Regions from separate parts of the Mus musculus genome. Here regions 2, 3, 4, 5, 6 and 7 are each linked to region 1. Evidence: chromatin contacts called from public promoter capture Hi-C data. All regions are on one chromosome and are shown on one strand. The core of a region is the stretch at or near the end of the contact, and the rest is flanking DNA. Distances in the headings are between cores, read along the strand shown.

Region 1 (3,045 bases), core at 222-2,721:
AGCAGTTACACATCACGATTTCCAGAAGCGTTTGAACTAGAGCAAAGAGTTCTCAATTATGAACATTCCGCTTTGATGGAAGGTCAGTGTTTCTGCTCCAGACTACCCGTCTCCAGAGGATGGAGGAACACAACACTCGGGGTTATTTTGGCTTTGATTCACATCCCGGGAAAAGTTTAACCTTGGGCTTTTTAAATTGCTAGAGTGGACAGTAAGTGTGAGCACCAATCCTGGTTGGTCACATCTGGGATTAACAAAACACCAAACAACTGAGCACACTCGTGAATGTTTTCTTGATTGGATCATTCAAGCCTTGAAGTCCCATCTGAACTCTTTGCCACACCTTCTGTGGTAGCATACAAAAAAGGAAGGGGTGAGTAGAAAGCTTTCGCCAGCAAGATCTGATGCTGAGACATTACTTTACTGATATTAAAAAACACTTCTTTGGATTCCAACATAGGCCAACGACCCGCTGACACAGCCAGCACCAAGGGCTTAAAACTACTAGGTTCTTCACCTTGTAGTTTGGAGACAGTACTGTTGGCTTAGACCACAGCCTGTAAGCCACTCTAATACCCACCCCACCTCTCTCTATATTGCATATACTTAATATCCCCCCTCTCTATATGCTGAATATATTTAATATATATGCATTCTATTAGTTGTTTCTATAGAAAACCCCGAATAATACAATAAGTAAGAAAATTTTAAGCCACAGAAAAGGAATTCCATAATAACGTTACTGGAAGCTATAAGCCACCTCGCCCAATTTCAGTGCAGTGCAAATTAAGTGCCTTCCCATTTATCATCTGCTATTCTTGATTATCCTTTCAAGAGACCATGACCAATGAAACATTTTGAAGTTAGGGAACTTTTTTTCCTACGTGTTACTTAAAAGTTAAATGCAGGAATTACCGAGTGACAACTTGCAGGCTATTTTTTTGGGTAGTGGTGGTGGTAATGACAACTATCTATGGCTACTTATATTTTCAAATTCAGAACACTGAAAGCGTCAAGGAGGTCGATATAAAGAGTAGCAAGGAGATCATTAGGGACGTACTAACAAGCGCCTATTTCCAGAGTTGAAGGTCACTTTCCTTAGATCTTGCTGGCTTTGTATGCCTTAGAGATCCAAAGTCCGGAAAGTTCTGCAGCAGAAACCCTGAGGATTTACTTGGGCTGGGATGACTACGAGGACGAGGACGAAGTCAGGGGCTGGAAGCCCAAATCGAAACCTCAGCAGCGGGAGGGAAGGCGCAACCTGTGGGCTCAGACAGGCCCAGAAAGGCTCCAGGACGGGGGAAACAGACAGAAAGAAGACGCCCAAGTCAGCAGGCGTTGGCTGGGGGCTGCGCCGGCGCTGGGGGCGTCTGGCGAGCTGTAGCCACGGGCGGGGGCGGAGCCAGGGCCAGGGTGTGGGCGTGGCCCGGCGGTCCGGGCCTGCACTAGGCACGCCCCTTCCCCTACGCCAGGGGCCTCCCCGCGCGGTGCGCGTCCGCGTCCCGCGCCTCCGCCTCCTCGCTCGCTCGCTCGCTCGCTCGCTCCTTCCCGCCCTCCCCGCAGCTCCGGCCGAGCCGGCTCCCCCCTCCCCAGTCTCTCATGAATATTGAGCGGCCCCTGTTGTATTTCCCGAGCTCCATTGCGGAAGCCGAGACTCGCCATATTGTGCGGCGGCGCCGGCGGTTGATTCTCGAGTCTCGCTCCGGCCACTGCCAGCGCACCCCCGGGCTGGGGCAGGAGCCGGTGAGCTAGGCAGGGAGGGGGATGGCGACGTCTGCGAGGGCGGCGGGCTGGGGCAGGGGCACCCGGAACGGGCCGCGGCCCGAGCGGCGGCGGGGCTGGGGGTGTGTGTGTGTGTGTGTGTCCGCGGCCGCGAGGGGCCGTGAGGCGATGGCGCCGCCGCCCCCGGCCGTTCGCTCCGCCGCTCGCGGCCCGCCCGGGAGGGCTCATTGTTCGCGGCCCGTGAGCACCGGGCTGGCGAAGCGTCCGGAGCCCTTCGGGGAAGCGCACCCGCGCGGCCCTGGGCTTACGGCGGCCGGGGCCTCGAGGGCGGCACCGGAGCGCTGGGAGAACTTAGCCCTGGGCTTGCTCGCGGGGCCCGGAGGTCGGCGCCGTGGGGGCGGGGAGGGGCGCTCCGGGCCGACAGCTCTCCTTTGGGACCTGGCACCGGGGTGGGCTCGGGATCCCCTCTCGGCCCCACATTCCTGGAGAGCCGCCGCCTGCCCCGGAGTATCTGTTGCCGCCTCCGCGAGCCACGGGCTCACCCTGGAGGCGGTGTTGGGGGAGGGGGCGACTCCGTGGGTTCGAGCTGCTTCGCGTTTTGACCCCGGGCTGTGTTTGCCGAAATCCTTGGTCCACTCCCTCTGCCTGTCGGCTCCCGAGTCCCGGCCCTTGTTAGAATCGTTTCCTCGCTTCAGAAGTCGCCTTCATACTCGCAGAGATATTGTTGTTGGTTTAAAAAAAAAAAAAAAAAAAAAGGTCGGTCTTGGAAACTTTGAGGTTCCTTTCTTTGCTTTTGCCCACCGGAACAGATTACCGATTCATGTCCCCGAAGCCCCGTTGGGTGTCTTTTTAAAGAAGCTGTCGGAAGTTTGTATGCCTTGTGACTTGTTGTGGAAATGTCAGACTTTCTACACGGTGTGTGAAAAAGCTTAGCTAGGCTTTTAAGTATTTGGTATGCGGTTATTTCTTTTGAAATAAAAAAAAAGGAAGGCATAGTGTCAAGTAATTTAAGCCATATTTTAATTAAAAGTACCATAAGTCATTTGCATTCAATTATTTTTTGATAGTTTCGAGATAATCAACTGGAGTACTTAGTGGAATTGGTATCTAATTATTTGTAATTGTTGAATATTTTAATAAAGCAAATGTCGGGTTTTGAGATTTATTTTATTTTTATTTATTTACTTTTGCAAGCGACCCATTCAGTATTTTGAGATTTATTTTATTTTTATTTATTTACTTTTGCCAGCGACCCATTCAGTATTGTCCAGGCAAGCTGGCCTCATACTCGATACTGAGTTTAAGGCAATCCTCCTGTCTCAG
Region 2 (3,045 bases), core at 169-2,668, 2.0 Mb before region 1:
GGGGATGCTGGGCTTGAGTGTAGCTTAGTAGTAGGGTAACCTTGAGTTACTCTTCAGTACTTCAAAAATACAACACCCCTCAAAACAAGTATTAAACTCAAGAGTCTTCTCACTTGAAGCTAAACAAAACACAGGATTTTGAGATAATTGGGAGCATGCCTTTAATCCCAGCCTGAGGGGTGAGGGGTGGGGCAGAGGCAGACAGATCTCTGTGAGTCCCAGGACAGCCTGGTTTACAAATCCAGGATAGCCAGGGCTACACAAAGAAACCCTGTCTTGGAAAAAAAAAAAAAAAAAAAAAAAGAGTCCCTCGTCCCTCTCCCCAGCCAAAAGGTAAGTGGAGAAGTTGTGTCTTGAGCTAGGGTTTTCTTTTTGGTGGGGTAATGGGTTTTACTACAATGGGATTAATGGCATATACCACCACCCCTGGCAATAAACCAATAAGCCAGGGCTCTCTTTCTTGTCTTAGATTCATTTTACTTTATGTCTTATGGCCTGTAGGTCAGTGCACCATGGTTGTACCTGCTGGGTCCCCTGGAATGGAGGTTATGGTTGTGTGTGAGCCACTGTGTGATTGAGAACTGAATCCAAGCCTTCCACAAGAGCAACAAGTGCTTTTAACTTCTAAGGTTTTTGTTCCTTTGCTGTTTAGACAGGATCTCATTATGTTGCCCTGGCCTTCCTTAAACATAGACCAGACTGTTTTGAACTTACGGAGGTCTGTCAGTCTCTGTTTCCTGGGTGCTGTGACTGGAGGCAAGTGCCACCATGCTACACACTGCCTGCAGCATTTTATTTCTTTTCTTTTTTCTTTTTCTTTTGGTTTTTCGAGACAGGGTTTCTCTGTGTAGGCTTGGCTGTCCTGGAACTCACTTTGTAGACCAGGCTGGCCTCGAACTCAGAAATCTGCCTGCCTCTGCCTCCCAAGTGCTGGGATTAAAGGCATGCGCCACTACTGCCCGGCTGCCTGCAGCATTTTGATGAAGCAGAAATACTTCAGTCCTTGTATTTTAACATACAGCACCCATAAATACATTGCTTTGGCATATTTTAAAGTGGCTATTCTGATAAACTCTGAAAGGATTAATCCTGTAACACTGCCCTTACGTAAGATAAACTATCAAAAAGGAGATCCATGGTGGCATGTCTCTAAATTTTGCCTTCAGAGGTGGAGGCAAGTGGACTGCGTTAAGTGGTGGGCTAGCTTGCTCTACAAAGACAAAGGCAAGGAGACATAACTTCCAGAAACCAAGCTGGTTAGCGACTGACAGGAAATTATGGGCCTAGGCCAGCAGATCTCGCGCGACCTCAGGTTTGGCGCCCGGAAGTGGTTCAAGCCCCGCCCCCTCGGGGCGTGCTGGCTCCGGAGTTGGCCTACCGCGCAGGCGCGAGTCGCCGACTCCGCCCCCTGGGTCCTGCAGTCGGAGCCATTTCGCCGCTGCTTCCATGCGGGTGAGGTGTGTTCTTTCGCCGTTCTCGTGGAAGGTTGGCGCTGCGAACTCGCCTAAGAAGGCTGTGCTCTCGGGCACGGAAAAGCGGAGGAGGGTAAGAAAGGGGGCGTTGCGGCCCCGGACGCGGGCTCATTGCTGCGGGCCGACGCCGGCCTCCGCGGCTCAGCCGTGGCTTTGTTGTGAGGCGCGGGCGGGCGAGCGTGTGGGGGAGGGGCAGCGCGGCGGGTACCCGGATTTACGGGCCGTGGGCGCCTCGCGCAGCGGAGCTCCCGTGGCCCTAGGCCCTGGGGTTCCTTGCACAGACTGGCCGCTCTCGGAGGCCTCTTCCTCACTCGGCCTGACGGGCGGCGGGTGTCTGTAATCAGTTGCGTGTAGGGGTAGCGGCTCGACGCCACCCGGCGCGTGGTGGTGGGGGGTCGTCCGCGGTTCTAATCCGGGACACCCGGGCCCCGTGGGGGTGCCCGCTTTGGGGTCCGGGGCTTCGCTGCAGGTCCTCCCGCTCCGCACTGGTGACGGGGCATGGCTGGGTGGGGCGGGATGAGGAGCAGGTGGTAGGAAAATGAATGCATGATTTAGTAAGTGATGGCGGAATTACACCGCGCAACGGGATAGCCCCGCTGTAGATAACGGTCGAAAGGGAGGGCGCCTCAGTCTGAGGGGTGCACGAGCCTGAGTCTGGCTTTGAGGTGCACAGTGTATCCGCTCCAAAGGGCAATGAGAGATCAGTTACGCCTAAGGCCAGACCTTCCTGGAGGAAGGGAGGGCCGGCCACGTGACCTGAGGGTGCGAAAAGAGATGAAAGAATTTGTTTCCGGGTGGCAAGAATGAAAACACAAAATTGGGAGCCATGACTCTAGCCTTTCATTCCAGCACTGGGGTTTGGTGGTGGAAGGTATTGTTCGATCTCTTGAGTCCGGGGCTACTACACATAGAAATCTTGTCTCATAAAACAAAATTTGATTTATTCCGATATGTGTGTGTATACGAGTATACGTGTATACGTATCAGGTAGTGGTGGCAAGTGAGAGAGGAGCTGTAGAAAAACAAACGAGTAATAGTGGAGGCATTTCTGGAGCCAAAACAGCAGGGCAGATGTGACATGATGGAAAATTTGGCATCCATCTAGGCTCTCGACAAGAGGATAAGTTCTAGGTCTGTAAAAGAAGTTGTGGGGTTTTTGTTTGTTTTTTTGGTTTTTCGAGATAGGGTTTCCTCTGTATAGCTCCAGCTATCCTGGAACTCACTCTGTAGACCAGGCTGGCCTCGAACTCAAATCCGCCTGCCACTGCCTACCAAGTGCTGGGATTAAAGGTGTATGCTACCACGCCCAGCTTGCTATTTTATGTAAATAACTACACTGTAGCTGTCTTTGGAAACACCAGAAGAGGGCATCATCTCATTACAGATGGTTGTGAGCCACTATGTGGTTGTTGGGATTTGAACTCAGGACCTCTGGAAGAGCAGTCAGTGCTCTTAACCGCTGAGTATTTCTAGGGGGCCATTTATACTCTTTATTCTCCAGTTTTCTTAAATTTCCTCAGTTCAAAGTAATAAAAGTAAAACCAAACAGTACAATAGGCAGTTTAAGGATTAA
Region 3 (3,045 bases), core at 174-2,673, 1.9 Mb before region 1:
GTGGATTATTGTGAGTTCTGGCCCAACCTGGTCTACAAAAGACAAACAAGGCATGAGTCACCATGCTCAGCCAATTTTTATACCCATCGCTGCAACGAATATACTTGTACACAAATTCTTTTGCTATACTTTAAATAAAATGCAGTATTAAAATGTATGCTATTTGTTCTGTTTGGTGGGGTTTTTTTGTTGTTGTTGTTGTTTGTTTTTTGTTTTTTTTGAGACAGGGTTTCTCTGTGTAGCCTTGGCTGTCCTGGAACTCTCTGTAGACCAGGCTGGCCTTGAACTCAGAGATCTGCCTGCCTCTGCCTCTCGAGTGCTGGGATTAAAGGCGTGTGCCACCCTGTTTGGTGTTATCAGGCTCTTTCCATGCAAAACACCTGTCTACATCGTGACTTGCTGACTGGGAACCATTCTGGGGACATCTTACGCCTGTTTTTATGTGCATCCGTGTATTCACACCACCCTTGCACCTGATGCCTGGGAAGGCTCAGGAGAGGATCTGGGATCCCTTGAAACAGGAGTGTCGGATGGATGGGAGTCACCTTGTGGGTTCTGGGACAGGAAAATTGACCCCTCTACTAGAACAGCAAATGTTCTTAACCAAGGAGCTGTCTCTCTAGCTGCCATTTTCACAATTCCAACGTAATATTAGCTTTATGTTTGGGCCTAATATGAAGATGTATTAAAAACTAGGGTGTGTTAACAACGAGACGTGTGGACACTAGGGTGTGTGGACACCGAGCTCTGTGTATTTGAGTGGACAGTAAGATGTATGCCCAGACTGTGACGAGCGCTTCACGGCCTCATCTTTTAGGAGGTGTCATTTTAGCTGACAATTTTGTATAACGGGTTAGTCAAGTCCTCTAGGGCAGGAGCTGAGGGTCTGGGCAACGACTAAGGTGGCCAAGGTGGCATTCTGTACCCCTTGACTCCAAAAGACTGATTTTTTCCCCCAAAAGACTGTTTTGAAGGGACAGATTTGCTTTCCCTGCTGTGGGAAAGACCCAAACCTCCCGGAGCTGGCCCCTCTGCAGCTTCGCACCTTCGAGCCCTGTAGCACCTGGTCGCAGTACAGAGCCACCTTCTCGCTGCGCCACATGCCCCTCATGGGGGATGCGTAGATCGGTGGCAGGGGCTGCGCTTCCTCCTGGTCCTCAGGCACCGCGGGCACGGGCTCCTCGTCACATGTTTCGGCTTGGGTGACCGGTGGGAGCTGGAGCCGTCGCCGTGCCGCCTTGCCCTTCACGGGGCGCGGGGAGGCCACTACCGAGCGCACGGGGGACATGAAGCCCCTGGTGGGCGCGGCCACCGAGTCCCGGAGGGTGGCTAAGACAGTCTGCTCCGCTGGCGAGCTGTCACTCCCGACCGAGGCCTTGGGCTCTGAGGTCGTGGCATCCGACTCCATGTTCGCGCCGCAGCCGTTGGCCGCCTTCCCCTCGTGGGACCACGCAGCCTGTGCGCGCTCCGCGGGCGAGCACATGCGTGGGCGGGAAATGAAGGCAGGTGCGGGGGCGGTGGGAGCACGCTGCGCAGAGGCGGGGATAGGGGCGGGGTCCTGCCTCTGACCCCGCCCATTGATCCTTGGAATCGCCTAATGGCAGAACCTAGGAGCTCGTTGGTCCCCACCCATCCACCCTTAAGTCCTGAAACATTTCAGGGCCAGGCAAGCTACGAAGTCCCTAGGTAGCCAAGGATGACCTTGAATTTCTGATTCTCCTGCCTCTCCCTCTCAAGTGCTGGGTTCACAGGCCCGCCCCACTCAATGGGGCGGTTCATTACCTGCTAGACAAGCACTCTACCGATTGAATCAGACCCCCTCCCCCCAGCCAAAGGAAACATACTTTTATTCTAGGAAGCATTTGTGACTGGGACCAGCTGGTTATTACCAGAGAAAACTGCGGATAGATGTAGGCACCCGGGATCACCTTTCCACGCGGATCTCAGTTTAGGCGTCCCTTCATATCATAAACAAATTGCTCTGTGTGTGTGTGTGTGTGTGTGTGTGTGTGTGTGTGTGTGTGTGTGTGTGTGTGTGTGTGTGTGTGAAGATGTGATTAAGTCAATGGGTCAAATTAGTCTGTGGAGCTGCTCAGAATTCTCCCTGATGGGTGTTTACAGTACTGCAACCCTTATCAACACGTATTTCAGCGGTGGCGACGGTGAGTAAGCGCATTTTCCTAAATGTTGCTCACGGCCTTTGATGAGCATCAGGACTCCAGTTCCCGGTATGTGAGACTGCTTGTGTATTGAGCCCGTTGGAATACCGTCTGTTTACTCTATCTGGACTCTGTGCTGGGCGCACAGCCCCCGAGCTGAGGTGACTTGGGAAAACACCTGCCTTCCCTCTCGCTCACTTGGAAGGACACTGTGTGAAGTTGTGAGTTTATTTTGAAGGAGACATTCCCGTTTGTATCGTGTTACTGTAGTGCAGAAAACAATTAGGACTTCAATTATTCTGTATTCACACTTCACTGTATTTGTCTGGAGTCTGTGACCTTCTTTAAAATGGTGCCATTATAACCACCCAAGACCACCCATTCGAATAAAATCTATTACAGGGCTGGTTTTCTCTTCTTTTAATTCATTACCTCGCGTGTGTGTGTGTGTGTGTGTGTGTGTGTGCAGTCCATGCTTGCCTGGTGTGTTGTGTAGACTGAGCCTCAAGCTTGCAGGGCCCTTCATCTGCCTCCCAGGCACTATGGTGATAGGCACCCACTGCCACCCTCTGCTTACTCTTGTTATTTTGTTTTAAATGCTTTCCTCTTCCTTTCTTTGAAAAAATAATTATTTTATTAGTATTAGTTTAGCCCTTAAGTTTAGAGTAAAAAAAAAAAAATCCTGTGAGCTAGTTCAAAGTGTTTAAATTTCAAACACAGCACTAGTTTTTGTTTCTTCCGGAAACAAACAGATGTTTCATAGGAACTACTAAGTGCCAGACAGGCACTGTGTAGATGCCAAAGGCATACAGATGAAAGACACAAGGCCTGCCTACCCTAAGCAAAGTGTAGGCAACAGCATGTGTAAAGACTATGATTATTACAT
Region 4 (3,045 bases), core at 372-2,871, 1.8 Mb before region 1:
GTGGCTCTAACACTGACCCTAACGATCATTACCTAGTTATTGTTATATTTCATCATTTCATATGCCCACTACCCCATCTTAAAACTCACATTTATTTATTTATGTGTCATATCATCACACACACACACACACACACACACACACACACACACACACACACACACACACACACGCACACGCGCGCGCGCCCACAAGTCTCATGGTGCAGGTGTGGAAATCAGAATGTGGTTCCTGGAGATTGAACTCAGGTCACCAAGCTTGGTGGCAGGTGCTTTTACCCACTGGGCCATCTTGTAGCTATCAGTATCATTATCTTAAAAAGACTACTGATCCGGAGCTTACACTTTGCTGGTCTGCTTTGCATCTTGGGTTGGGATTAGCACAGTGTGCTGCCAAGCCCGGCTCTCAGCTGGTTCATTTTTACAGCACCCTCCCTTCCCCTGTCTGCTGGTCCTATCAGCACTGCAGGTAGTTCTGATCTGAGACTAAAACGCATGATCTTTTGGCTCGGGCTCTGGGAACTGAGTCATTCTGGCACTGACAATATTCTGTGACTCAGCAGGTCCGAAGAGGAGGATGTCAGAATCCAGATAATTTCGAGTCTTTTAAAGGCAAGCTAGGACACACAAACAACAGAGTGGAAGAATTTCAAAGCAGGTCTGCGTATCCAGGGGAAAATGTCATTCCATTCCCAGCCTTCTCACTTCCTTCCTTGCCCGGTTAAATGACAGTCACATTTTAATTTAGAGCAAGGAAATCACAAAATTGACTCTGAAGCTGAGATCGAGCCCTGTGTTCCACAGGGATCCAGTCCCTTGGACACCTCGGGATCTCTCCCCTCAGCGTGGGCAGGGCTTGCCCCGGGATACAGGAGGCAATGCCCGGGACGGCTGGGGAGGGCGAGGTCACGCAGGCCACCGCACCGTTGCGCTGTGTTCAGGCTCCAGAGTCAGGTAGTGGCTGAGCTATACCGTAAGGACTGACATCTGGTTGGGCCAGGGTCCAAGTCCTCATGAAGTCAAAAACACAGATTCCGGGCCACCTCACCCACCTGCGTCTCCCTTTAAGAACCTCCTCTTAGCCTCATACCCTCCAGGGCAAGATCCTCTAAGGTACAAGACCTGGATGAGGGTTCCCAACCCACCGAAGCCCCTACCCTCCCAGCATGCACTGCCCAGCACCCCACACCCCACGCCCCGCCCTCCTTCCCTCACTCACGCTCCCTCTCCGCCCACCTTGGGCCCCTCCCTCTTACCCCCTCGCCCAGCCCACCTCTAGTCACGCCCATCCAGAAGTCCTCCCACTTGACCCCTTGCCTCTTCCATCTCGCGCCCCCCTCCCTTTTGCTGCCGGTCCCGCCCTCCTCGCACCCCACCCTCCTACTCCACCGCCCCGCCCACCTCGCGCCCGGTCCTCTGGCTCCCGCCCCTCCCATCTCGCTTCTCTGGCCCACCGCCCTCCAGGCCGCCCCCGCCGCCGCCGGGAGTCGCTGGGGAGGACGCGTAGGGCGGGGAGCAGCTCCTGGCCCGCGTGAGCTGCCGAGGAGGCCGGCCTTGGGTTTTCTCCACCGCCAGATCCCACCCCGCCGGGCAGACCCCACCCCCTTCTCCTTCCTCCTGGGGCGCGCTCTCGAGTGCGCGCTCGGAAGTCGGGGGTCGGCGCACAGTGCAGGCTGCGCACCGGGAGGTAGCGGAGGCAGCGCGATCTTGGCTCGGACGCCCACCCATCGGCTCTGCGTCCGGCTCTCGGCCTCCAGCCCGGTCCACAGCCCGGCCTCGGCCCGCAGCGGAGGATCGGCCTCGGGATACGCCGCTAGGCGAGTGCAGCGCGGCACCCCAGCCTTTGCCGAGGGCCCGCGCGCAGCGGGATGACGGGCGGCGGGCGGGCCGCGCTGGCCCTGCAGCCCCGGGGGCGGCTGTGGCCGCTGTTGGCTGTGCTGGCGGCTGTGGCGGGCTGTGTCCGGGCGGCCATGGACGAGTGCGCGGATGAGGGCGGGCGGCCGCAGCGCTGCATGCCGGAGTTTGTTAATGCCGCCTTCAATGTGACCGTGGTGGCTACCAACACGTGTGGGACTCCGCCCGAGGAGTACTGCGTGCAGACTGGGGTGACCGGAGTCACTAAGTCCTGTCACCTGTGCGACGCCGGCCAGCAGCACCTGCAACACGGGGCAGCCTTCCTGACCGACTACAACAACCAGGCCGACACCACCTGGTGGCAAAGCCAGACTATGCTGGCCGGGGTGCAGTACCCCAACTCCATCAACCTCACGCTGCACCTGGGTAAGCGATGACAGCCCCGTCCCCACTACTCGCTCACGGTCCAGCTCCGGGGCCGCATCCATGGAGCCGCTGGTCCGGCCTGAGGGGCCTGTCCAGCCGCGTGCTGACGGTCTGTTCTCCAGCGTGGGCCACACACAGAAATTCCTTTCTCCAACTTCTAAAATTCATCTCGCTTTGAACATCCGGTGAGGGCCACCATGTCCCACGCTAGCATCTCTCTCTTTTTTTCTTACTCTTTCTAGTCCAACCGGATTCTCGTTCCGTTGATTCTTTTCTATTTCAGCAGTTAGGATTTTGGACCAACACCCCCCCACCCCCTTTTGCACCCTGAGGCGCTAATGAAACACTCATCCTGGCAGGACAGGACTATCACATAGCATGCTTACATTAGAGTCTTGAAGGTCCACTTTCAAACACTTGTCTTTAAAATGTTTGTCTGTCTCCAGGGTTGAGAATGATTGCTCTTAGTTTTGATAGGGGAATTTGAGGGGAGCAAATGCCTTTGCCGCCGGTATTTCTATGTGTAATTAAAGTGGAAGTTCACTTTTAAAGTTACTGTTCTTCAGAGCTGTTCAGCCTTAATTAGGAGCTGTTTCACTGCTAATCCTAGTTGGGAGAAAACAGAAAGGTAATGAAGACACTCTCTGTAATTGAGGGCAGTTTTGTTCCGGTGTAAAAAGCTCCAAGGCTCTCCTGGATAGTCTTCCCTTTTGCTTTGATCCGAAGCAAGTGTGGAGACAAGCATGCTTTAGAATCCAGGAGAGGG
Region 5 (3,045 bases), core at 190-2,689, 1.4 Mb before region 1:
CTTCGATGACGGAGCGTCTTTTCTCTCTGAGGGTACCTCTGGAAAGAACGTCATCAGCCTTTCTGATCGCTCTCCATTCTAAATGCCTAAGAACTGCGTGTTAGCCTCCTAGGCTGGGTTCGAGCTCTCACTAAGTCGCCTACGGGAGGTCTCGCCGGTGATATCGAGTAGGAATTAGGCAAGGGTCGACCGGCTACAAAAAGTCGAACATTCGCGATCGCCGGAGCCGCATCTCGGTTGTCATGTGCCCGTCTCTTCCCTTAGGGACCCGCTTCTGGCGGGATCCCGCTGCCCAGCCTCAAACAGTGGTGGGGAAGCCCCTTCCCTTTCCTCTGACTTCGCAGCATCGCCCTCGCTTTCTCGTTCCCACCCACTCGCCGCCGGCCTTCATAACCTGCCTTTTCTTCTCGGGCCCGGCCCTCTCCCTACCCGGCTCAGATAGGCAACGATGGAGGTGGTTTCCACCCTTGGGGGACTGGCAATGCCTAAAATGAATGCTTCGGGGTCTCCCCCAATTTTTGCTGGGAGAGTAAGGGAGGAAGAAATGGACTTTCCTACTCGGATAACCATTTCGACTTCTGGCTTTTAAAAAGGCAGGGAATCCAAGTGGGGAATCCTGGGCAGTTTCCAGGGAACCCGTTTCTCTACGGGAGGGTCACCCTGTCTACACACGGCAGTTACTATGACAATACAACCACAGCCTCCAGTTTCCATGGCAGCGGCCTGCCCAATCGGATTGGTTTTCCTTTCTATTTCTCCCTGGGCTCCGCCCTATTCCCCCCCCCCCCCCCAACCTTCTCCCAGAGTGCCCGGGGAGGGGCGGCTGAAACGGGGGAGGCCTCTGCGTCACTCTCCGGCGCGCGAGGGGACGACCGGAGTCGAGGAATTGGCGGGCGGAACTGTAGGAGGAAGGGGTGGCGTTTCCGGCGGGGAAAGTGGAGGAGTGGGAAAAAAAAAAAAAAGAAAGAAGGAAGGAAGTGAGAAGTGGGCGGGTGGCCGGGCGGAAGGCTTTGAGTGTGACTCCGGGCTGCTCTGGGCTCGATGTCCGCGGTGAGCCGGGGGCCGCCCCCGCGCCCGGGAGGAACAGGACGGAGCCTTAGGAGGCCGCCGGGCACCAGCACCGGATCGTTCGGCCGGCGCGCGGGCACCGCACCGCTCGCCGATCCCAAGAGGGAGCGCTACAGAGCGGCGGAAAGCACCCAGAGGGACCGGCGCTGCTGAAGTCTCGCGAGAGCGAACCCGACTTCCTTCCTCTGCTTCTCCCCTCCTCTTTCCCCGCCCCTTTCCCCTTCTTTTTCCCCCCCCCCTCCGGAGCCGGAGCGTCCCTGCGCCCCACAGGCCAGAGCCGCAGCCGCTGCCGGAGCCGCTCCCCCCAACTCCCTCCCCCTCGCCTCACTCACTCTCCCCCCCCCCCACCCCGCGCCAAGCGAGGAGGAGTCGGAGGAGAGGAAGATGGCGGCGACCGCCAGCACCCGCGGGGCCGCGGGGCCGCTCCGAGGAGCCTGAGAGACCCACGGAGGCTTCGCGGCGAGACGCGGCGGCGGAGGATGAGCCTGCAGAGCGCGCAGTATCTCCGGTGAGCGCCGGAGCTTGGCCGAGGCGTGGTGGCGACGGGGGAAGGGGAGGCTCTCGGGGGGCCGAGGACCGGCGGACTCGGAAGCGGTGGGGGAGTCGCGGCGTCCTTCTGTCCCCAGGGCGGGGAGGCCGAGCGCGGGGCCGAGCGGGCGGCTGCGGGAGGGGGCGGGCACACACATGGCTGCCTGGCCCCCGGGAAGCCGGGCGAGCCGCGCTCCGGGGGAAGCCGGGCGAGGAGCGGAGGGAGGTTGGGGAAGCGGGAGACGAGAACGTGTGTGTGAGTGTGTGTGTGTGCGTGTGCGCGCGCGCGCGCGCGCCTCTGGTCGCAGGCTGCGGGGCCGGGGTAGGGGAGAGGAGAGCCGGCAGCGACCCAGAGTCGAGGTGGGTGTGAAGGGGTCTGGAGCCCACGGCCCGGGAAACGTGGTGTGCTGGCCGGGGCGATGCAGGAGAGAGGAGGATGGAAGTCGGCACACCTGGGGGTTGGGAGGGCGCATTCTGGAGGGCAAATGAGAGGAAGGGGAGCCCGCAGGAAACGCGAGCTTGTTCTTTAGTCGCGGGCTGGAAGGAGGAGAAATAATGCCTTCTGTCCAGAGTTAGAGGGGTCGGAGAGCCCGGAAAGGGGGAAAAAGGATGGGGAGACGAGGGAAGAGGGAGGTGCTACGAACAAGGTGATGTTCTCGAAAGAAACTGTAGTTGGAAGATACCATTCTGAGAGTCGTGTGCATTCATTAGGTGCGATGTAAGGAACTTGTATGAAGGAGATAGAGTGACCCATGGGTACTGGGGGTGCGTGCGTGTGTATGTGTATGTGTGTGTGTGTGTGTGTGTGTGTGTGTGTGAGTGTCTGGGGTAAGGGAGGGGAAGCAGGGATTGATGCACACTTAAAGAAGACTCACATGCATTAACACCGACGTCGAGAACATTTTGAATGGAAAGACAGCAGCTGGTGTGCAGTCAGAATAGTTTGACGGATTTTGAGTGAGAGCTTGGAGGAAACTAGAGGGGAAAATACAGCCTTCACAATGGGAAATAAGGTTGCTAGTGCCTGAGGCTAATGGAGGAGTTGCTAAGACTGGGAACTTACAAACTGGCCTTTTTGTCTTTCAGGAACAGTGTTTTTCTTTTAAATAGCAGGTCTTATTTGGGAAGATACTTTTAAAAAGTGAGTTGAAACCTTGAGGAGAAGAGAATTGAATGGGTAGATAACTGAGTAAGATTTTCTTTAGCTGTTTAGACATAAGTGATGTGGAAGTCGATGTGTTAAGAGTGGTCCCATATATATATTTATATTGCAAGAGAATTGATGTTGTTCTGTGGTAAACAGAGTGGCTATTCTGTCTTTGAAAGTAGTTATTCATTACACTGGAGAGAGAGTGGTGGGATCTCTGAATCTTTGATGCATGAATTCCAGAGTTTAGCACAATGTGTATGCCTGATATTATAAGGTGGCATTCTCTTTTTTTTCCTCTG
Region 6 (3,045 bases), core at 238-2,737, 1.3 Mb before region 1:
TTAGTTTAATAAAATATCATATATCCACCATAAAGACTAAAAAAAAAAAAAAAAAAAAAAAAAAAAAAAAACCCAAACAAACAAAGAATAAGCTCACCATTTCTGTGCAAAGGGTCTAATAAAAAATTATCTACAGTAGGTAATAAACTACTGTCAAGCCTGCATGGTCTTTTAAAGAAAAAAAAAACCCAAGTATTTTAACAAATAATCAAATTAGTAACAACTGTGAAAGTTATGGTAATGAAAGTTAAACCTATACTGCACATATATGTACGTTTGATGCTGTGGTTACCACTGTTTTTGCTCACTTTCTTCATTATAATCTAGTAGAAAATTGATGAGGGGAGAGCTGTATGAACAGACTTAATGAATACGATTTTTCTAAAGCTCCAGTTTGGATTTTTGTAACATTCTATTTTTCTAAGGGATCGATGCAAATGAATTTCGAGGTTATGAATATTCAGATATGCAAACCAAGGAACCAGGAACTGACAGCCATGTTTTAACTAGAAGGGAAACAATTTCAGAAAAACAATGTTGATTTATAGAACCGACTCATTCTCTGCTTTATTCACTGGGGTTCATCTTATATTATTCCCAGGGATTCTCTGCATGCATTCGCTATCCCTTTTTTAGTGGCCTTTTCTTAGCAGGTGAAAGGTTCCAAGCTTTAACTGGGAATTTTGGAGAAGAAAACTCCCTTCGGCTCGTTCATGAATTATAATGCCACCTTGCCAAAGCCCTTCTCTCTTAATAAACAATGCTGCCGATGAAATAGCCCCGGGGCTGAATGTACCGAGGGCCTCGATTTGCGAACCGCTCCATCTCTCCTGGCTAGGGATAAACTATCCCCGCTCCGCCAACCACACACACCGGACAGGAAAGCAAGACTCCAAGCGGGACGCCCGTGTCCCCACCGGGCAGAGACTGGCTCAGGTGCCCACTAGGACACCAGCGGTGCCCCGGGGAGGGCGCGGCCGCTTAGGACCGCGCACCTGAGGAATCGGGGCGCCGCCGGTAAGTTCGCCGGCGCGGCCGCGGGGTACAGGCGGCCTGCTGGCCCCGGGAGCTCCTGTCCTCCGTCCCCACCTAGAGCCGGGCACAGCCGGTCGCGTGGCCCCGCGTCCCCACAACCCCCGGCCGCCGCGAGCGTAAGGATATTGCCGTAGGCACGAGTCCACCTCGCCCTCGTCGGGCCCGGCCTGGCCATCGCCGCCGTCCTCCTCGTCCACGAACTTGTTCTCGTCATATTCGTCCACGTCCACCTTCCGGAAGCGGGCCGACGACACCGTGTTCTTCGACATCCCGGATCGCGACGCGACGCTGGCCTGCCCCTCCGCGGTGCCTCTCCTTTAGCGAGCCCAGCCCGGTCCGACTCACTTCCCTCTTCCGCTCTGGGGCGTCGCCGGCAGCCGCGGCTTGCAAGCTTCTGGGCCTGCGCGCTAGCGGGCTCGGCCTCCTCCTCTGCTTGCAGCCATCCTTCAGCCCCCGCTCCGCCCCCGCGTCCCCCGGGAGCGCGCGTCGGCAGGGGAGCGCGCGGGACGCACCGCGCACGCGCGGGCCCGCTGCAGGAAAGGGGCGGGGCTGGAGAAGGAGGCGGGGGCGGCGGGTCGACAGAAAGCTGGCAGAGGCGGCGCGGAGACGCGATTGGTCGCCGGGGAGCATCACGTGATGCCCGGGACGTTCCCATAGAAACGCTTTTCTGCGGTCCTGCCTTGCGGGGGGTCTTGGGCTGGAGGCTATGGGCACCTCGGGAGCGTGGCCTGGAGTGCTGCTGCCGCCGCCGCTGTCGGTGCCAGCCGCTGGTTGTTGGGGTCCGGTGTGAAGTGTGGGTGACCGGACTCGCGCGTGGGGTGCGATGGACTGGCTGCAGAACCTAGTCCCCTGCAGTCTGCAGGAGTATGAGGCAAAGTGATGCCCAGCTCGGAACTAGTGATCGGAGCCCTCCATTCGGACCGTGCGCCGCCGGGGGCTGCCTTCCCGAGCTGAGAGCCCCTTCCCCGGCTTGGACTCTTGGCACGCTGTCGGTGGGAGGTCCCCAAGGACGGAATCGAAAAGGTCACTTCTTACCTGTCAGTGCTGTGTGACAGCATCGCGACCGGACCTGCAGAATCTGAACTAGGTATTCTCTCCATCTGGAGGGAGGGAAAAGACGCTTGGGCCAGGTAGTGAAATTGGGGCAAACTTGTAGCATTTTCTAGAATCAGTCATCACATCTTAAAATAAGTAGTTATTTGGAGCAAGAATGCCAGAAGAGGGTGGGCGAGTTAGGCTCTTCAGTGCTGAGGGAAAATAGCGAGTGCAAGGATTAATAGAGACTGGACTTTCAAGGTTGTTATTTATTGTTTAAGGTTCCTGGAAGCACGTCAAATCAGCTTTTTGCTATATTCCATATTCCGGTTTGTGAGATCAGAGCTTCTGTTGAGGAGGCAGAGGCACAAAGATTAATCAAATAATAGCTGTGCTCTGTGTAATATACCGTAGTACAAGTATTTACAGAATAAAATTAATTCAGACATTTGGCTTTGCCCTGCTTCGATGCAGAACCACCTGGTTTCACGTATAGCAGAAGGCTGGATGTCATCCTGTTGAGTTTTCTCGTTTGCTCTGCCGTACTGGAAAAGAGCACTGGGCTTGGGATCAAAAAGCAGGCTGAGTCTCGACTTTTCTGCTCTCATAATCTGCATGATTGAGGCATGTTGCTTAAAAATTGGAACCTTGGATTTCTTAGTACTAAGATGGGGCTAATGTGCTTTTCACAAGGATGTTCCCAGGGCTCAATACGTGGAAATGCTTCGAAAAGACTCTAAAATTCTGCATATGTGTGCAATGTGTTATGGGTTATGTAGCACGAGCTTCATAAACTACCTAATGATAGGTTTTATTCTTGCTGGGGAAAGAGATCCCAAGATTCTGAAGGGCTGAATCTAATTTTTTCTTATGTATCTTTTTTCATATAAAATAAAATTAGGTATTCAGAAGGTAGTTAGTGCATGCTTGATGAGTTAGTGAAATATAAAATATATAAAAACATTGGGAATAGAG
Region 7 (3,045 bases), core at 295-2,794, 1.1 Mb before region 1:
TCCCAGGAATTTCTGGAGAAGAAACTGCTTTTGTGAAGAAGTTTTTCAACAGTCTTAAAACTTGCAGCACAGATTAGGTTACAGCGGTGGTGAAATTAACTGAAGTGTTGCTCATCTGTCCTGGGCTGCCTCTTGAGGTCTTCAGAATCACCAAGGAGACTCATCTAGGTGTGACCTGGGGCCCTGAGGCAGATAAGAAGCCTGAGGTAGGGCCGCCACATGTTTTCCCTCTGGCTCCTGGGACACTCTGTTCTGAGTACTGAGCACAGCAGAAGGAATGTGTGTGTGTGTGTGTGTGTGTGTGTGTGTGTGTGTGTGTGTGTATGTGTGTTTAATATTTAAATTATAGAAACATCCACTTTGGTTGTAAAAGATCATTCTCTCTACAGTCTTGAACTCCTGAAGCATGGGTCTTTATGAGGAGCGTTTGACTGACTTGAAGACATCCTTCAGTGTGCAGAGATCCTTTGCTTGCTTGGTGTAGCCTCTGTCATTTCTGATGCCCTTCTGGAGACATCAGTGCACTGATTGCCTAACTTTTCAGCTCATGGTATATTCAGTACTAACCAAAGCTCAGCACAGCAATCTGGAGGAGGTCCTTTTCAGTTTGACATGTGTAAAACATGACATTTTTGTAATTGGTGTGGAGTTCTGACAGGTACAGTTTGGCTACCTGACTATGGGCTATCTCTTGCTGTTGATTTATTGAAACTAGATCTTTTAAAGTGTAATGTATTGTCCCCCACAGACTATTGTGTTAAGATAAAATTCTTTTCAGCATTGTCCTTTGAAAGGCTTTCCCTACAGTGATTATCCCTCTGTGTCCCCACAGTGCACACCCCCCATGGCTACTCACAGAGGCTCCAGAAACCCCTAGGACCACTTATGGCCTCTGTCACAAACTGTCAGATCCTGCAAAACTCTCTGCTCTCACCAGCAGTAGCCAGTAAGCCTTATCAGACTGGGTGGTGGAGTTGATGCATGCCTGTAATCTCAGCACTCAAGAGACAGAGGCAGGAGGATTGCCAGAAAAGTTCTAAGTGTTCAAGGCTAGCCAGGACCACCTTTTGTTTAAAAAAAAGAAAAAAAAAGCAAGAAAGCCACAAACAAGAGTGGGCAGTAGGAACAAGTCCAGGCAGTTGCAGGTGCGGGGCAGGGTAGAGCCGCTGGGCACGGTTTTTAGATACCCAGATAGCTTTTGACTTTATCCTAATGAAAATCTTCCCCCCAAATCGAGGGGACTCTGATTTAATTGCTGTAAATTCCAAATAGCAAGCAGATCACACAAGAATCCCTAATCCCTAACAGTTTCCTTCAGTAAAGCAGACGGAGGCTGCGCACATGTCCCATGGCACACATGGTTCTATTTTGTCACCTGGTGGCCACCAGGAAACCCCGATGAAGCGGTCTACTTGAAAGCATCGTTTCCCCACCACTCTGAGCTGGAGAAACGATTGCTTGCTCCCTTGATCCGCGGGGCTTCCGAAAGGGAGAGTGCGCTCACAAGCACAAACAGGAAAGCCTGACATCACGGAGCGGCGGGGAGGAGTCTGCTGCCGCGGGCTCCCGGGCTGCCTGCTCGCTGGCCGGCGCTCCTTTGTGGCCCGGTCGCGCGCGGCGGCGGCGGCGGCAGTCGGGCAGCAAGGCGCGTGGGAAGCGCGGGGACCCGGAGCCGGGCCAGAGAGACGCCCCGACCGCCTCGGAGCAGGGCGCACCATGCAGCGTCCGTGTGCCGGAAAGAAAACTGAGAATGAAATTACTTTGGCAAGCTAAAATGGTAACGCCAGCTCCCCGCCTTCCCCTGACGCTTCTCTGCTGGGGGACTCGTCCCATCTCCCGCTTTCTCGGGCCGGGTTGTTGGAGCACTGTCTAACTGATCAGAGCCACCCGGACCCCACTCTCTAAGAGGAGCTTTCTCATTCTGCTTTGTGTCCTTCCCCTCTCTGTGCCTCTTCTCCCTAGAAACGATGCCTGTGTTCTCAGGCATCGCCTGCGGGGTGTCTGGGACAGGCAGATGCGTGTCAGGAGAGCAGAACTTGGAAAGGACAGAACTCAGTCTGGGGGAGCGGCGCCGCGCTCTGCTTCCCAGCGGCAGCCCTTTAACACAGATCCGAGGTTTAGCTGGCGACATGGCTATCCAGGGGGTCGCTGTGTAAATTTCAGTGGAAGCTGCATGAAGATGTTTTGCTTTCTCGGCACTTGCCAGAGGGGCTTTTCTTTTCTTTTCTTTTCTTTTCTTTTCTTTTCTTTTCTTTTCCTTTTTTCTTTCTGGAAATAAAAACTTTCCATACCCCACATAACTTTTTTTTGGGTTTCAAAATAGTAAGAGGAGAAAAAGAGGTACAACTTCACTTCCCAAAGAGGGCTCTTGGTATTAAAACACTTGTTTGAGGGAGTTTAACATCGACATTGCTCAAATGTTTGTGTACTTTGAGAAGTATAAACTCTTGTTTTTGCAAATGAGTTATTTTTTCCTTTCACTTAAGTGGACAGAGTTGATCAGGACTAAACCACAGTTTCCTTAAGAAGGAAAAAAAAAAACTTGAAAAGATGATTTAAGATACGTGGCTAGGTTAGGAAAAGTAACTGACCAGAGAAGGGAGAAGTCGGAGGCTCCTGATACCGCAGGAAAAGGCTGCCAGCCAAGAAAATCTCAGCCTTGCCTATTGCAGGGTGTCCTGTGTTGCTCTGTTTGGAGGATTTACTCAAAGGCTTGGAGAGCCTTTGTAAGCAGGGAAGCAGCTGGGATAGATTGTGGTTAGCCAAGGGGGAAGAAAACAACAACACACACTACGACCCTCTTTTTCTTTCTTTTTATCCTGTCCCTGGCAGAGCTCGATTCAGGACTGGGGTGAAGAGGTAGAGGAAGGAGCTGTTTACCATGTCACCCTCAAAAGAGTCCAGATTCAACAGGCGGCCAATAAAGGAGCGAGATGGCTAGGGGTGAGTAGCGCTTCCGAGATCTTGAACTTTGGAACAGTGTCTTTGCTCTTCTGTGAATATCATTATTATTTAGCCAAGGTAGCCCCCCCCATCCCCTTTTTC

Evidence for each region. Promoter capture Hi-C pulls out the DNA fragments that hold promoters and counts their contacts. Capture Hi-C pulls out chosen DNA fragments and counts their contacts.
Region 2: a contact with region 1 is called in a promoter capture Hi-C map of adipose tissue, with 3 times the contacts expected there. The contact joins the promoter of Dhx9 here to the promoter of Rnf2 in region 1. A contact is called at or near these places in 2 of 39 promoter capture datasets (neutrophils and pre-B cells), 1 of 484 Hi-C or Micro-C datasets (CD4 T cells) and 2 of 9 other capture datasets (adipose tissue and liver).
Region 3: a contact with region 1 is called in a promoter capture Hi-C map of pre-B cells, with 5 times the contacts expected there. The contact joins the promoter of Shcbp1l here to the promoter of Rnf2 in region 1. A contact is called at or near these places in 5 of 39 promoter capture datasets (the 3T3-L1 cell line, HPC-7-derived erythroid cells, hippocampal neurons and 2 more).
Region 4: a promoter capture Hi-C map of adipose tissue shows a contact between it and region 1, with 5 times the contacts expected there. The contact joins the promoter of Lamc1 here to the promoter of Rnf2 in region 1. A contact is called at or near these places in 6 of 39 promoter capture datasets (the 3T3-L1 cell line, the HPC-7 cell line, liver and 2 more), 1 of 484 Hi-C or Micro-C datasets (embryonic stem cells) and 1 of 9 other capture datasets (adipose tissue).
Region 5: a contact with region 1 is called in a promoter capture Hi-C map of pre-B cells, with 4 times the contacts expected there. The contact joins the promoter of Smg7 here to the promoter of Rnf2 in region 1. A contact is called at or near these places in 5 of 39 promoter capture datasets (hematopoietic stem and progenitor cells, liver, neutrophils and 2 more), 2 of 484 Hi-C or Micro-C datasets (CD4 T cells and CD8 T cells) and 1 of 9 other capture datasets (adipose tissue).
Region 6: a promoter capture Hi-C map of liver shows a contact between it and region 1, with 5 times the contacts expected there. The contact joins the promoter of Arpc5 here to the promoter of Rnf2 in region 1. A contact is called at or near these places in 8 of 39 promoter capture datasets (the 3T3-L1 cell line, the HPC-7 cell line, embryonic stem cells and 4 more), 5 of 484 Hi-C or Micro-C datasets (CD4 T cells, embryonic stem cells, liver and 1 more), 3 of 115 datasets of contacts at active chromatin or transcription factors (extraembryonic endoderm stem cells, memory CD8 T cells and pro-B cells) and 3 of 9 other capture datasets (adipose tissue, liver and pancreatic islet).
Region 7: a promoter capture Hi-C map of pre-B cells shows a contact between it and region 1, with 2.6 times the contacts expected there. The contact joins the promoter of Rgl1 here to the promoter of Rnf2 in region 1. A contact is called at or near these places in 2 of 39 promoter capture datasets (the C10 cell line and pre-B cells).

Annotation. Positions count from the first base shown.
Region 1 is chr1:151,499,417-151,502,461 of GRCm38.p6, reverse strand. It overlaps Rnf2 (ring finger protein 2), which reads left to right and starts at 1,471. Exons shown (of 7, transcript NM_011277.3): 1 at 1,471-1,743.
Region 2 is chr1:153,486,033-153,489,077 of GRCm38.p6, reverse strand. Dhx9 (DEAH (Asp-Glu-Ala-His) box polypeptide 9) reads left to right here and starts at 1,418. Exons shown (of 28, transcript NM_007842.2): 1 at 1,418-1,545.
Region 3 is chr1:153,423,587-153,426,631 of GRCm38.p6, reverse strand. Shcbp1l (Shc SH2-domain binding protein 1-like) reads right to left here and starts at 1,423. Exons shown (of 10, transcript NM_001033162.2): 1 at 1,046-1,423. The coding sequence starts at 1,408.
Region 4 is chr1:153,331,362-153,334,406 of GRCm38.p6, reverse strand. It overlaps Lamc1 (laminin, gamma 1), which reads left to right and starts at 1,621. Exons shown (of 28, transcript NM_010683.2): 1 at 1,621-2,279. The coding sequence starts at 1,868.
Region 5 is chr1:152,901,040-152,904,084 of GRCm38.p6, reverse strand. It overlaps Smg7 (Smg-7 homolog, nonsense mediated mRNA decay factor (C. elegans)), which reads left to right and starts at 1,439. Exons shown (of 23, transcript NM_001160256.1): 1 at 1,439-1,576. The coding sequence starts at 1,548.
Region 6 is chr1:152,764,984-152,768,028 of GRCm38.p6, reverse strand. Arpc5 (actin related protein 2/3 complex, subunit 5) reads right to left here and starts at 1,487. Exons shown (of 4, transcript NM_026369.2): 1 at 1,162-1,487. The coding sequence starts at 1,304. It also overlaps a transcript of Rgl1 not described here.
Region 7 is chr1:152,623,716-152,626,760 of GRCm38.p6, reverse strand. It overlaps Rgl1 (ral guanine nucleotide dissociation stimulator,-like 1), which reads left to right and starts at 1,544. Exons shown (of 18, transcript NM_016846.4): 1 at 1,544-1,777; 2 at 2,833-2,943. The coding sequence starts at 1,751.